2 separate regions of the Rattus norvegicus genome follow, and region 2 is linked to region 1. A link is a contact called in public Hi-C data. All regions are on one chromosome and are shown on one strand. The core of a region is the stretch at or near the end of the contact, and the rest is flanking DNA. Distances in the headings are between cores, read along the strand shown.

Region 1 (6,728 bases), core at 249-2,748:
GTTCAGCCTCCCTCCCAGGGACGCGCTGGGGGATCCGATGACGTCGCTGGCTGAGTCTCTCCCTCTTCCTCCCTCCCTTCCCTCGCCTCTCCCCCGCCCGCCCTCGCCGCGCACTCCTCCTAGTAACTTCTGTTCGGGGAGGCGCTGCCAGGAATAACCCGGTGCGTCCACAGCCCGGAGGGGAGGCGGCCGCTGCGGCTCCCTCACGCCGACAAACTGCGGCCCGGGTCCCGGCGGCTCGAGCCCCAGCTTGGCCGCCCTGGCCCCCGCCCTGGCTCCATCTCCTAACAGTGTCCGAAAATAAATAAATATATAAATAAAGGCAAGAGGAGCCTGGGCTGGCGGTGGGGATCGCCTCCCTCCCTCCTCCCTCCCTCCGCGCCCGCCCTCCCTCTGTCCTTAAGGAAATGCTACCAGACACCCCCCACCAGACACGCTCAGCCTGGGCGAGGAGCGGCCGCGGCAGCAAGAACAAGGGCATCGGGGGGCTTTCCTCCCCTCCTCCTCTCCCTCCTCTTCCTCCTCCTGCGCTGCTGTGACTTTACAGGTGAGCGGCCGCCGCGGCTGCGAGGATCCCCCCCACCGCCCGCCGCGTCGCGCCCTCCTTCGGCCGCTGTCACCCGGACTGCCGGGAGCTGACAGCCGCCCGAGGGGCTCGCGGCCGGGAGGCTGGCGGCCGGCGGGAGGCGGGCTGGAGGTGAGGGGGTGGAGAGCTGGAGAGCGGGGCGCCGCCGTGCGCTGTCTCTCCCCGGTGGAGGAGGGTCTCCTCAAAAAGAGAAAGAAAAAGGAAAAAGAAAAAAAAAAGACATCTTCGGTGACTGTGGCACAAGTATTTGCCAAGTTGAGTCTTGGACATTGAAGCTTGCCGGAGCTCGAGCAACTTGAAAGGTCTCCTGGCTGGGTAGCAGCCTCCCTCCACGCCTCGACTCTTGGGTACTGGGTGCAGCCCTGGGGTGCGTGGAGGGCGCACCGGCCGCCGGCAGAGCAGAGCGGCGGGAATCTAGGTCCCTTCTCGGCTCGGTAAGTGGCCTCGGTGCCGTGTTTTTCCTGCCTGCACCAGAGATCGAGCTTGTTTCACTTTACCCTGAAATCGCCTTCTCCCAACTCCATCGCCCCCTCCGTGGCGCGCGCCCCCGGCCGCTTTCCCGGTGGCCCAGGGGTAAGGGTCGGAGGGGGCGGGGATGGGGGAGACCTAGGCAAGGGGGGTCGGGCGCATTGGGAAATGCGGGGAATACCCTGGCCGAGGTTCTATGCAGATGAGGGGAGGCTGCTTTGCGTAATGTCCTGGGGGGGGAGGGGGCCGCGCGGGAGCGCTGGAGGCAGGAATGTGCCTGGTTACTAATGAGGGACGTGCACCGGCGCGCACCGCCCGGCCACCGCTGCGGCTGCCGCGGCCGGCGGCCCGTTGTCAGGTAGCGGGGGAGGGGGCGCGGCGCGGGGCTGGGGGCGGCGCGGGCGGGCGAGCGGGCGAGCGGGCGAGCGGACCGCAAGGGCCGGGCCGCCGGCCTGCGGCCGAGCGAGCGCGGCGGAGGCGCTGGCGCTGGGCAATTCGGTGACTCCTTTCTCCTCCGGAGCGAGGAAGGAAGGAAGGAGAGAAGGAAGGAAGGAAGCGAAGAAGGAGGGGACTGTCTCCATGGAAGGTTCAGGCGGAGGCGCCCTCGCCTTGCGGGTGCACCGGCCGCAGAGCAGTTCCAGCCGCCGCCGGCTGGCCCCCGGCGCGTGGAGACGGGTGGGGGCGGATTGCATGCTTGTTTGTGCTTCTGGTCGGGGGATCGGGAAGAAACATGTGTGTTTGGGCAGTGCACCGCGAGGAGCTGGGTCTGCGCCTTTATGTCTGTTCCCTGAAGTGGGTGGAACGTTGGCCCGTTCCGGGAATGTTCCATGACGTGGTGCAGCCACAGGAAGGGGGTTAACGAGGGGCTCTCTGCCGCGGCGGCTCTGCTGGCTGCTATCAAAGCAGATGTGCTGCTGCCGCCGCACCTCTCACCTCCCTTCACCCCCAACCCCCTCCTTTCCATTCTGTGCGTCTGGTGCTGGTAGGGCTAAGACAGGAAAACATAGCTTCTATATGTGCGTGCGTGCGTGTGTGTGTGTGTGTGTGTGTGTGTGTGTGTGTGTGTGTGTGTGTGTATGGTGGGGGTGATTTGTCTGTCGTATTTGGTGGGGGTACGACTCCAGATTAGCCTTGCCATCCCAGCTGTTATCACAGATCGGTGCGCTTTATACGCATGTGCCTCCCGCGTCCTGTCCCTCTTACATAACATACCCAGTGCAGCAGAGGACGGGAGAAAATGCGACCCCAACCCTCTAAGCTCAGTTTGTGTGGAGGCTAGAAGGTCGGAGAGGGTCTCTGGATGTTGTGCTGCAGGGATGCAGCTTCTAGCGGGGGGAAGAGACCGAGGGGAAGGAGCGTTTCTTGCAGTGGCTCGCCTCACTCGCCTACTTGAAAGCATCTAAGTGCAAAGGACTGCAGGAACTAGTCCTCTGAATGCGAAAGCTTTTGACTTGCGTCGCCTAGGGAAAGTGGGCGCTCTCACCTCCGGAGGCACAGGGAAGAGAAAGGGTCTGTAACACAGACGCCAGGAGGAGACCCGCAGTAACGTGCTTGGGCTGAGGGCAGAGGGGCTAGCATAGAAGGGACCAGAGGAATCTCTTGATAATAGGTTACACTGGAAACCCCAGAACACCTGTAATGGCTTAGAATTCACACAGGAAGCTGTGTGTGCAACTGACATTGCAAAACCCTTATGCTCTGCACAGTTATTTAGGCCTAAAATGAACACAGAGAGGCTTGCTTCCGGTCCTTTCATTATAATAGGAAAATTGAACTGATTTTTTTTCTTCTTTCCTTTTCTGCCATTTTAAAAATAACTCCAAATTATTAAAAAAATACTATACAGGTACTTTCTTGCACTCTCAAAGCAAGACTTCAGTAATTCACAGGAGGGCTGTTTTTGTATATATCTTGTTTTCGTCGTCGTCGTCGTCGTTGTTGTTGTTGCTGTTTTTGCCAACTCAGCCCTCATCAGGGCTGTTGTTTTTTTTTTTTTCTCTTCAACAGTTTCTTTTGCGTGAATGATCAAACCTAGAAATTACTTGAAGTATTAATAAGATCGATATTAATAAAAATTTCAGTGATCTCTCTCTGCCTAGCAAAAGGCCAGGGAACTTTATTAGACCCATTTCTTCTAGTGATAAGGATCCCATTTGCCCTTGAGCAAACCAAGTTGTTTTACGTATGTTCATGTATCGTTACATACATACGTGCTAGGATGTGTGAATGCCCGCTTGCTTATTTGTCCTATAAGCACGCCAAAATACAGTGTTACGAATTACCCAAGAGGATTGTATAATGAGCATGCCCGGTTTGAATTTTGGGATGGCGGGCCGGCAGTTTATTAAAACTGGAATGCCGTGCATGTGAATAAGGTGGAAGTCATTTTTTTATTGCTAAGAGAAAATTCTGGTGGAGCTCTGAGGAGTCATAGTATCAGATTACAACTGCATTTTTAGTTGGAGCAGGCAGGGAGTTGTCAGTAGCCACAGAATGACAGTGTGCTTCATGTGTCATAATCTCTTCGACCACTAGGCGTGAATTGGGCAGTAGAGTTCTCATTTACAGGAAAACAAATACTATGTATTACAGGGCTGACTCTTGAAAATTATCTGAGATACTTTGTTGCTTTGAGAAGAGGTGGGTCTTAACACAGAATTGCTTATTGGCATCTGTAGTTTGTTTCAGTGATGGCATTTTAGTAGACTCCGTATGAGTAGCAGCTAATATTTATGTATTTAAAGTTGCTTAAAATTAAATAGATGAAAATTGATTGGGGAAAGTTAGGGAGGGTGTTAGTTAATATTAATGATAGCACATACTTAGAACATGTACTATCTATATATTATAAATAAAAGATTATATTTTAATTGGTTAGATGGGGCAGGGGACGTAGAAAAAATACTTCTGTAGTATGTTCGGCAAGAATTTATTTCCGGTAACATATGACATAAGGAGAGGGTCCTGTTTACTGTGTTGAAAGATTACCTAGCAGAATCTTTTGATTGATCAGCTCCTTTTCCCTGGGATGTGTTTACAGATATTCTTGTTACTATGAAACAAAACAGAGGGCAACATATATGCAGGCGTGCCTTGGAGAATAATGGTGCATGTGTGGGCTTGAACTGTTGGCACTGTGACATTATTCAGAAATCAGATTGAGTGCCTTATGCTTATTCCCTAAATGATGAATTTATACTTTGGCAGTGGTGTGTGTGTGTGTGTGTGTGTGTGTGTGTGTGTGTGTGTGTGTGTGTGTGTTTGTATGTGTATGTACATGCTAAGGATTTTATTTCAGCCACAACGACAGATAATAAGTTTGCTATTTCTGTTTCTTTTCAGTTCTTGACTTGGTACCAGTAATTAGCAGAGTTTAGTTTGAAAACTTCAACCTAGGAAAAGATGAGTAGAGAATATTTGGCATGGTGAAAATGTAGTCCAGTATTACATGTGAAGTAATTGAAACCTCTGGCATGGTGACGATTATAATAAGAGGAAAGTGGTAAGAACATTTGGACCCATGGCTGTGGGACGAAAGGTTTGCTCTCCTGTTGGCTGTCACACAGTTTTCACACTTTAGTTCACACCAACCCAGGGAGATCGTTGTATTATGTGTTAGTCCTTTACAGCAGTCCTGTGGGTGGAGAAGTGGCTCTTCTGTGGACGTCTACTTGAACATTTCAGCGGTGGACTTCTCAGTTAGGGAGTTTCCTGTGGATTCGCCCCGAGTCCATGGTTTGACTACACCTTGGTATGTCAGTGTTGTGATGTTTAGAGTGTCATCAGAGAATGGAGCAGAGGAAGGTTGCTAACTCTGCTTCCTGGAGTTTCATCTGGAACCTCAAACCCTGAAGGTTAAGTGGGTTTGTTTTAATCCCTGAAGGGATGCTGATAAATACATAAGGCCTTTTCTATGAAGCTGTGAGTGGACGCAGAGTAGTAAAAACAGCAGGGAGGCTTTTATGGTAACACAGTTGTACGTGCTTGAAGGAAATGTCTGAGAAATGGTATTACTTTCTTATTGGTTCCTGATGTCACAATGGAGGAGTGCTCCCTTGGTGTCATGGTAAAACTTAAAGAGCTTGAAAATTAGTATTTGCTAAAGGTCTCAGACACTCCTTAGGTCATTTGGAAAAACATTTTAGCACTTAATTGTCATGATATAATTTAAAACTTCCCAAAGACGATGTTGTGTCCCTTGTCCCCATGCAAATCTGGCTTCTCCGTAATGATCCAGTATTAAAGTGACACGGGTTTTGATTGGCTGCGTATTTGAACTGAACCAGGACTGATTGATATTTCATCTATTATTGGCCTGGATCAAAGATGTGCTAATATGATCATACAGTTCATAGGATCCATCATTTGAGGTACCAAGTAGGACAAGTGACCTACTGTCTAACTTAATCTGGAAGTTTATTCTTCCTGCTAACTTAAACCACGGTGCAACCACGTTGGCACGGAGGAGAAAAGATACAGGGGTGCTTCTGTCCCCCAGGGTGAGTCTGGGCAGGAAGCAGGTGGAGTGGCATCATTTTTGGGTTCATAGGATGTTTGTCTGCAGGGTCGGGGATAATCAGGACCACATTTAAAAAACAAAACAAAAACCAGAAAACATTTCACACAAATAATCTTAGTTGTCTTTTCAGAATACCACGACAGATGCTCTGTTATCAAGTTGATCATCTAGTCTTGCATTGTGTACATATTTTCTATGGGTGGGACTTATGTTAGCTACTACGGATATGATAGGTGAAGTCAGGGAGTTGATGGACAGGTGTCGATCATGCGTTGAAGGTGTAATACCTGAGTAATATTGCATCTATTTTCACTGCTGCGGAAGATACATAAAGTAGTGTATGTCACCCTGGTCTGGGAGCAAAGAGTCAAGTAAAGAAAAGTGGATGGGAAAGTTTTGAAAGAACAAATTGTAATTGTCATGGGGTTGAGATGTGACCAGGGGGCTGGAAGCAAGGGCTGGAGGGCTGATACCAAGGGAGAAGCAATAACAAGGTAAGGCTAGACCTTGGGGGTCAGGCTACCGAGACAGGTTGGCCTCATGAGTGATTATCCAACCGGGCGGAAATGAGGCCTGCTCCTACAAATCAGGCCATTTGATGCCCTTTTGATTGGGCAACCTAGAAGATGGTTGTTGGGAAGCGAATTTCCTGGGGCTGGATGGAGATGTGTAACAGACATTTCCTTCGTAGTGTTTATCAGTCAGTCGGTTCTGACTCTGTGGAAGTTTTTAGAGGCACTGGATGAGCTGACCTCAGCTTGCACTCTTGTATGACCACAAATCCGGAGTGTTTGAAAACAGGGTCTTTGTGTTAAGTAACCAGTAAGTCTTCGGAGCCATGCATGAGCTATGTATTCCTCCACAACTAGTGAAGGGTGACGCTTACCATTCTCCAGAGAATTTATTCACATTGCCGCAGATCAGGATCTAATTCCATATGATTTAGAGTCAGAGTAACGTGACGTTGAAGGGAAAGAACTGAAAATAAAGGCTGGAGAAGACAGCTTTCCTTGCCCTGCGTACTATTTTGTTAACACTGTCTCCATTTTTATTATCTGAAGCCGTAAGTGGCAGTCCAAGCCTGGACTCTGTAGACAGCCTTACTGCCAGACAACAGGATGGTTACCTCCATCTTCAGGGCTTCTTTATTAGTCC
Region 2 (6,768 bases), core at 3,974-6,473, 57 kb after region 1:
TTTTGTAAACGGAGAACTCAATATTCCCAGAGGTTATATCACTGCATAACGTCATAGTTATCTTTCTATTGCTTCGATAGATAGGACACCACGATGAAAGGCAACTTGGGGGAGGAAAGGGTTTATTTCTTTTACAGCTCTACTTCACAATCCATCAAAGGATGTCAGAGCAGGAACTGAAGCAGAAACATGGAGGATTGCTGCTTAGTGTTTTGCTCTGCCTGCTGTCTTATACACCCTTTGACCACCTGCCTGGGGTGGGCCTGGGCCCTCCCACATCAATCACCAATTACAATATCCCACAGGCTTGCATATAGGCTAGTCTTACAGAGGCATTTTCTCAATTGTGGTTCATTCTTCTTTATAACTATCTTGTGTCAACCTGACCAAAAACGGCCAACCAGGACACCTAATACAATTATTTGCACTGGGGCCATGTGAAGAGTTATACTGTTGATGGAGAGACCTATCATTCGATCTACATCAGTTCCACAGATGTGTCAGGTACTCTGCTGGGGCCTGGAGAGGAACTGAAGAGTACAGTAAGTAGCCTCTGGTATAGAAGTTCAAAAGCAAACAGGCGGTTAGACAGCAGAGTTAATAATTACAACAGCGCAAGTGACTACTGGTACAAGACTTCACACTTGACAGCCCAGAGCATGCATGTTCACACACACACATGCTGCAGCCTTTGTGTGGAGGAGGCCAGAGGACAACCTACAGGAGCCTCTTCTTTCCTTCCACCGTGTGGGATCTAGAGACTGAACTCTTATCCTCCCGGTTGTCGGCAAGTGCCTTCATCAGCTAAGCTGTCTTTCTGGCTCCATTGAGTTTAGTGGAGTGCCTGCCGTGGTCAGCTTCGGGATTCATTAAACCCACTCACTACTGGCTTTGTACATTTCTGTACAGTGGTTTGGGAGGACTTAGGGATAGTTGATGTGTTTACCCAAAGAAGAACAGTGAAAGCTAAAACCCAAGGTCACTGCCGTGGCGTTAGAGAGAAGATAGGCAAAAGGGAGAGGAAGCTTGATCAAACTGGCTAGTGTGGTGATGTGGGAGCTGAGGAGTAAAGCTGGGACGAGGGTAACTCTCACTGTTCACCATTGGTGCCTGAATGTTCAGCCTTATCACTGGAAGTGAGATAGGGGTGACAGGTGAAGTGTGTGTGTGTGTGTATGCGTGTGTGTATGCGTTTGAGTATGTGTGTGTGTGTATGCGTGGGAGTATATGTGTGTGTGAATGTGTATGTAAGTGTATGTATGTATGTGTGTGTATGTGTATGTATTCATGTGTGTATGTGAGTGTGTGTATGTGTATGTGAGTGTGTGTATGTGTATGTGAGTGTGTGTATCTGTGTATGTGTATGTATGCGCTCATGTGCGCACGTGTGTGTATATGTATGTGTATATGTCTGAGTATGTGTGTATATGGGTGTGTGTGTATGTGAGTGTGTGCATGTATGTGCTCACATGTGTATCCGTGTATGTGCTCATGCGTGCACATGTGTGTATGTGTATGTCTGAATATGTGTGTGTATATGTGTGTATGTGAGTATGTGTATGAGTGTGAGTATATGTGTGTATGTGTGTATATGCATGTGTATATGTGAGTGTGAGTGTGTATCTGTGTATGTGTGTATGCACTCATGTGCACACGTGTGTGTATGTGTATATGTCTGAGTATGTGCATGTGTGTGTGTGTGTGTGTGTGTGTGTGTGTGTGTGTGCTTTAATGTGTACATTTCAGGTTGGAAAAGAAGACAGCAACTAATTTGAATTCAGCCCTTAACATATTCAGTAAGCAATTTCATTTGCCACCTTCAAAAGGCTGCTTTTAAAAAATGAGATATTTCAAGTATACGAAAAAAAAATTGAAAGCAAATTCCACTCAGATCCTGAGACTGACAGGGACAACTGTCCCTTTAGTATAAATTATCTATCTGTCCTTGGTTTAGCATGGTATATCGAACGGTGACATATTTTGCTGCTTTTGGATACAGTTGAAACACAGAGTAAGATTTCCTGCCATCATTTCCCATTTGTGATACATAGGATTATGCCAGCCTTCCGTCATGGTGACAGATATCAAGAGGAATGCTTCTACAGGAGGAGGGATTCACTTTGCTCCCAATTAGAGAAGTTTTAGTCTTTCATGGCATGGAAGGTGTGACAGAGTAAAGCAACTGACCCCAGGGTGCCCGGGAAGTGGGGGAGGGAGGAACTCCTAGCAGCTTTTCCCATGTGTCCCACTGGGACCCCGAGTTTATCAAATGATGTCATCCACCATCAAGGCAGATCCTTCCCACCAGTGAATTGTCTCTGGAAACATCTCATCAGAGACACACATAGCCATGTTCTACTAATCTCCTAAGCTTTTTTATTAATCCTACCAAGACTAACTGCTCCAGGATGGACTTAAAAATGGCTTCTGGAGAGTCTAACGCTGAGGAAGGAAATATTCCCTTGTCTAGCTCTTATGCTATGCTGGCTTGTGCTTGCCTCTGTGCGTCCAGTTCTATACAGACAGTTAAGACATCTGATCTTAGGTTAGAGAGCTAATGGCTGTGGTTATTTTTAAAAAACTTGTTTCAGAAGATTAAAATCAGTTGCTTTCTAAGTTGTACATTGGCATTTGAAACACTTAAGCTATAACTCTTACTTGTTTTTATTATTTATTTATATATTTACTTATTTTTTACTTTGAGAGAGAGTTTTGTCTGTGTAGCCCTGACTGGCCTGGAGCTCACTGTGTAGACCAGGCTGGTCTTGAACTCATGGAGAGCCTTTTGCCTCTGCCTCCTGAGTGTATTACCATGCCCAGCTGAAGATTCATTTATTTTATGTTTAGGAGTGTTTAGCCTGCATGTGTACCTACCTGTGCATTACCTGCGTTCCTGGTGCCCGTGGAGGCCAGAAAAGGGTGCCAGATCCTTTGGAACTGGAGTTCCGATTTGTTGGGAGTTGCTGCCACGTGGGTACTGGGAAACAAACTTGGGTCATCTGGAAGAGCAGCCAATGCTCTTAACCATAGGGCCACCTCTCCAGTCCCAGCTGTGCTTTCTTTAAGCTCTTAAGTTGCTGTACACGATGCAGGAAGTGATGTCACGAATTGAAATATGAAGCCCGTCACGATAGTGTAGTTCCTAATCTACAAGTACGCAAGTTCCCTTTTCTTACAAGAAGAAGTGCTTTGCTGGTAGCAACTTTAATTCCGTGATGGATATGGAGTCGTTAAAACCAGGCCTGAGGATGTAATAGCTCATGGGAGTCAGTCTTGTTCCCTGTGTTGCCAGGTGCTGTGTCCATGCGGTTGGAAACAAGGCTTATGAGGCACTTGCCATTGGTTGACTTGTCCATGCGTAGACCAACATGACTGAAGGCGATCATGTCTATGAAGTACGATGAAACCTGGATATTTCTGCTCCTTTCGAGCTATTTAAAAGCCACGAGCTTGTATACAATTAATGGGAATCATCTTGGTTTCTGAGTCATTAAATTATAGAGCACTATCATTTTGAAAAAGCGGATTATGTCTCATCTGATTATTTTTTTCGATTTTTAAATTTGCTTTATTGTTTGCTATCAAAAGCAAACAGTGGAATTCTGTGAAATGAGGCCCTCCCCCGTGTTTAGGTTGCCCCCTGGTCTCGCATCTAATACAGGTGCTAATGCTTGAGGTGTTTGGACCGGCGCAGTGCGGATGACGTAAGTGATGGAGGTACACATCTGCTTCTTCCGCATTGCGTAGTGATACTCAACAGTGGGCACCGTGAACATTTCCGTTCAGAGTCTGTAAACTAGGCCACATACTGTCGACACATATGCACAGGAGAGGAACTTGAGCACCCTGTGAAAAAATCTTTGAACTAAAAATAATTTTCACCTGTATTTATAGCCCTGCTATCATACTTGAGGAAAGTGGTGGAGAGCTTACCAGAAGAGGAAGGTGTCACCTTTGCAGTTCCAGAGAAGTCAGACACTTCTACACGAAAGCCCAGAATGCTCTGTCAAAGTGACAGCCTTGTTGCTAAGAGCCCTTTGCTCGCCCCGTAGGCAGGACAGCCGGTAACATTAGGTACCAGAGATGCACTCCGTCAGACTCGTTCTGTATGGCTGATAATTTGCACGGTAGCGATGGAAATGTGTGCATCATTAGGAGAATTGCCAAGTAAGGCTAACGAGGGGGAGGGCACAGCAAGTAGGCGAGGTGTTCAAATCCTGAGGCAGAATTTTTGGCTCTGTCATAGCCAGTTTCCTTCATTGTTCACCGTGGTGACACATTTGCTTAAAGGAAACTTGTGCGGGGACATTTTTAGATATTTAAATAGAAAATATGCCAAAACCCAGCCTTTGCTGATCTGCAAGTTCTGCTGGTAGCAAGCTGTGCATATGTTTGAGTAGGATGGAGAAGGAACAAATAACTTGACTGTTATTATAATTGTGATACATGTAAAATGATATTTTCCAATAATAATAATAATAATAATAATAATAATAATGACCTAACAATTCGGGCTTTATGTCATCGTTAATACATTAATATCTTGTCACTTGCTCGGTTAAGATATTATCATTCCTTACTTTCATGCACCCATTTATCGAACAGTGGTCATGCTTATGAGTTATTATGAGTTATTAACCCTAATTAGCACCTAAATGCTCCACATGCAGCAGGTGTATGTAACACACGCCATAATTATTTCTATAAATGATCCAACCGCTTCTGAACAATCGTAATTGCAAAGATAGTGAGCAAAATGTCCACTTCTTTGGTCTACCTTGTCATTGAGTTTTATCCCACTTAAAAGCACGTTTTTCAAAAGACAAAAGATGCCTAACTGCCGTTTGCATTATTTTCCTACCTTTGATTCAGGAAGCAATCACGGTTATGTATCTCCCGACTGGTTGAGTCTAATGTTTTGGGGCCAGGTGTGTCATAAGCGAAAATCGTCGTTTGAAAGTTGTGAGTAGAATTAGCAACAATGTGTCATTTTGTGAGACGGCTGATTGGCGCTGTCTGATGCTTTGAGAGGGATGCTAACGTTTACTAAACAGCTTGTTGTGGTGGGAGCATAGTTAAAGCAACTATTCCTGGTTCTGTCTGTTGAACTTAAAACTTCAGCCCCTTACTGTGGCACGTTGACTTCAGGTCTGTTGTAAGAAAGTCTAAATGTAGGCTGTTGAATAATCCCTTTGAGGGCCCTGTGACTATTTTTATGCCTGGATATGCGTCATCAGTGGGTATTTTCTCTGGTGACTCGCTTACATCAAGTCTCCTTCCATACATTCTACCAGCGAGTGACTTATGATTGATGGGAACCACGGCTGTTGTTTAGCTTGATCTGTGACCTCAGCGAATGGACAGCAGGAATTTCCAGCCTGTTAAATTCCCTGCATGCCTGAAGACAGGGGCTCACGGTGTTGATCGAGGCAGGTAGTGAGGGATATTATTCACCAGTGATGACGGGGGGGGGAGGGACAGAAGAAGGAGGGAGAGGGAGGAAGAGGGGAAGGGAGGGGAATTCCTTTTGTGAGCAGCGGTCTCCCTGGCTCAACCCGTTCCTTAGCTCTTCTCCGTGGCTGCCCGTGGGGAAAGGTGCATTTCCGGGACCCGAGAGAAAGTGGATAGTTAGAACCCCCCGCTGTGGGCTGCACGGGGGAGGGGGAACAACTCTGGGCTGGGTAGAGCAGCATAGGACTCTTTAATTAGTTAAGGGGTTGCCTTTCAAATCGGCTGGATTGATCCAAGAGCTGCTAAGTTGTTGTTGGTTTTTTTTTTTTTTAACCACGAATAAGAGCAGAGGTTTTAAATTTTAAGATGTTCAGTAAGCACAATGGTAAGGATTTTGTGTTGGCTTGTCCATCTGGCACTGATTTTTTTTTTTTTAACCTGCACCTTATTTTGACAAGCTATGGAGAAGAGAGCTGTGCGTTTGTGTATATGTGTGGAAATAAACGATAGCTAGCACACAGGACTTTTTTTTTTATTTGCTTTCTTTACTTTTTTTTTCTTCCAAACGTGTGTAAGATTACTGAACTGTAGCGAGATTGGACCCACTATCTAAAAAGCTGTATGTCCTTTCTCCAAGTCTGTCTGTCTGTCTGTCTGTCTGTCTGTCTGTCTGTCTGTCTGTCTCCCCACCACTTCTTTCCTCCTCTTTATCTTACCTTCCTGTTTTTATCATTCCCTCCTGCTACTTGTTTGCAAAAGTGATTCCCAATTTCCTGTAGAGTGAAGGGAGGCGGGGCTTAAGCAGGTGGGTGGGGGTCACATGGGAGGCAGGGCTGCCTCTGTGGGTGGTGAGCTTTCTGGTGATGACTTTGGTTTCTTTAAATGCCAATTAGACAAAATGTAAACAGTCTTTTTACTGAAATGCAATTATAACATTTACTCATTTAGGTAGAATTACTTTTCTGGTCTTTTAAGATGTTTTCCACAATGAAAAGAAATTACTGATTTTTTTCCTTACCAATTCTGTTACCTGCCCCTTTCCCAAATAAGGGCATTTTTCTCTTAATGTAACATTACCAGTATTGCTGCAACAACTTTCCTGATGATTTGCCTCCTAGGAACCAAATTAGGAGAAAATCCCAGACTCTAGTACCCCGAGAGAGATGTGTGGGGTGAAGAAACCGGAAGGATTTTGTTCATAGCCCTTTGGCTTCATTCTGTTCCGTGAAGTGGGCATGGGACATTTTGTAATTATTTTTGCCTCTTCTTTTCAAATGAGCCCTCCTAATGGCAAAAATCTATCACCTGCCAAGTCAT

The links. A called contact is a pair of places that touch in the nucleus more often than the background predicts.
Region 2: a contact with region 1 is called in a Hi-C map of mammary epithelial cells, with 2.8 times the contacts expected there. The contact joins the enhancer-like site here to the promoter of Hivep2 in region 1. A contact is called at or near these places in 4 of 12 Hi-C or Micro-C datasets (the A7r5 cell line, the Rat2 cell line, kidney and 1 more).

The regions. Positions count from the first base shown.
Region 1 is chr1:10,177,904-10,184,631 of GRCr8, forward strand. Hivep2 (HIVEP zinc finger 2) reads left to right here and starts at 1,499. Exons shown (of 9, transcript NM_024137.1): 1 at 1,499-1,729.
Region 2 is chr1:10,231,203-10,237,970 of GRCr8, forward strand. The region is part of intron 1 of Hivep2 (HIVEP zinc finger 2); the gene reads left to right. Among named protein-coding and RNA genes, the nearest start is that of Hivep2, 55 kb to the left of the region's middle. Within about 2 kb of position 5,224, at least 27 of the 93 cell types and tissues checked have an H3K27ac peak or open chromatin away from gene starts, as enhancers often do. A contact at or near this core is called in the A7r5 cell line, where this site is marked.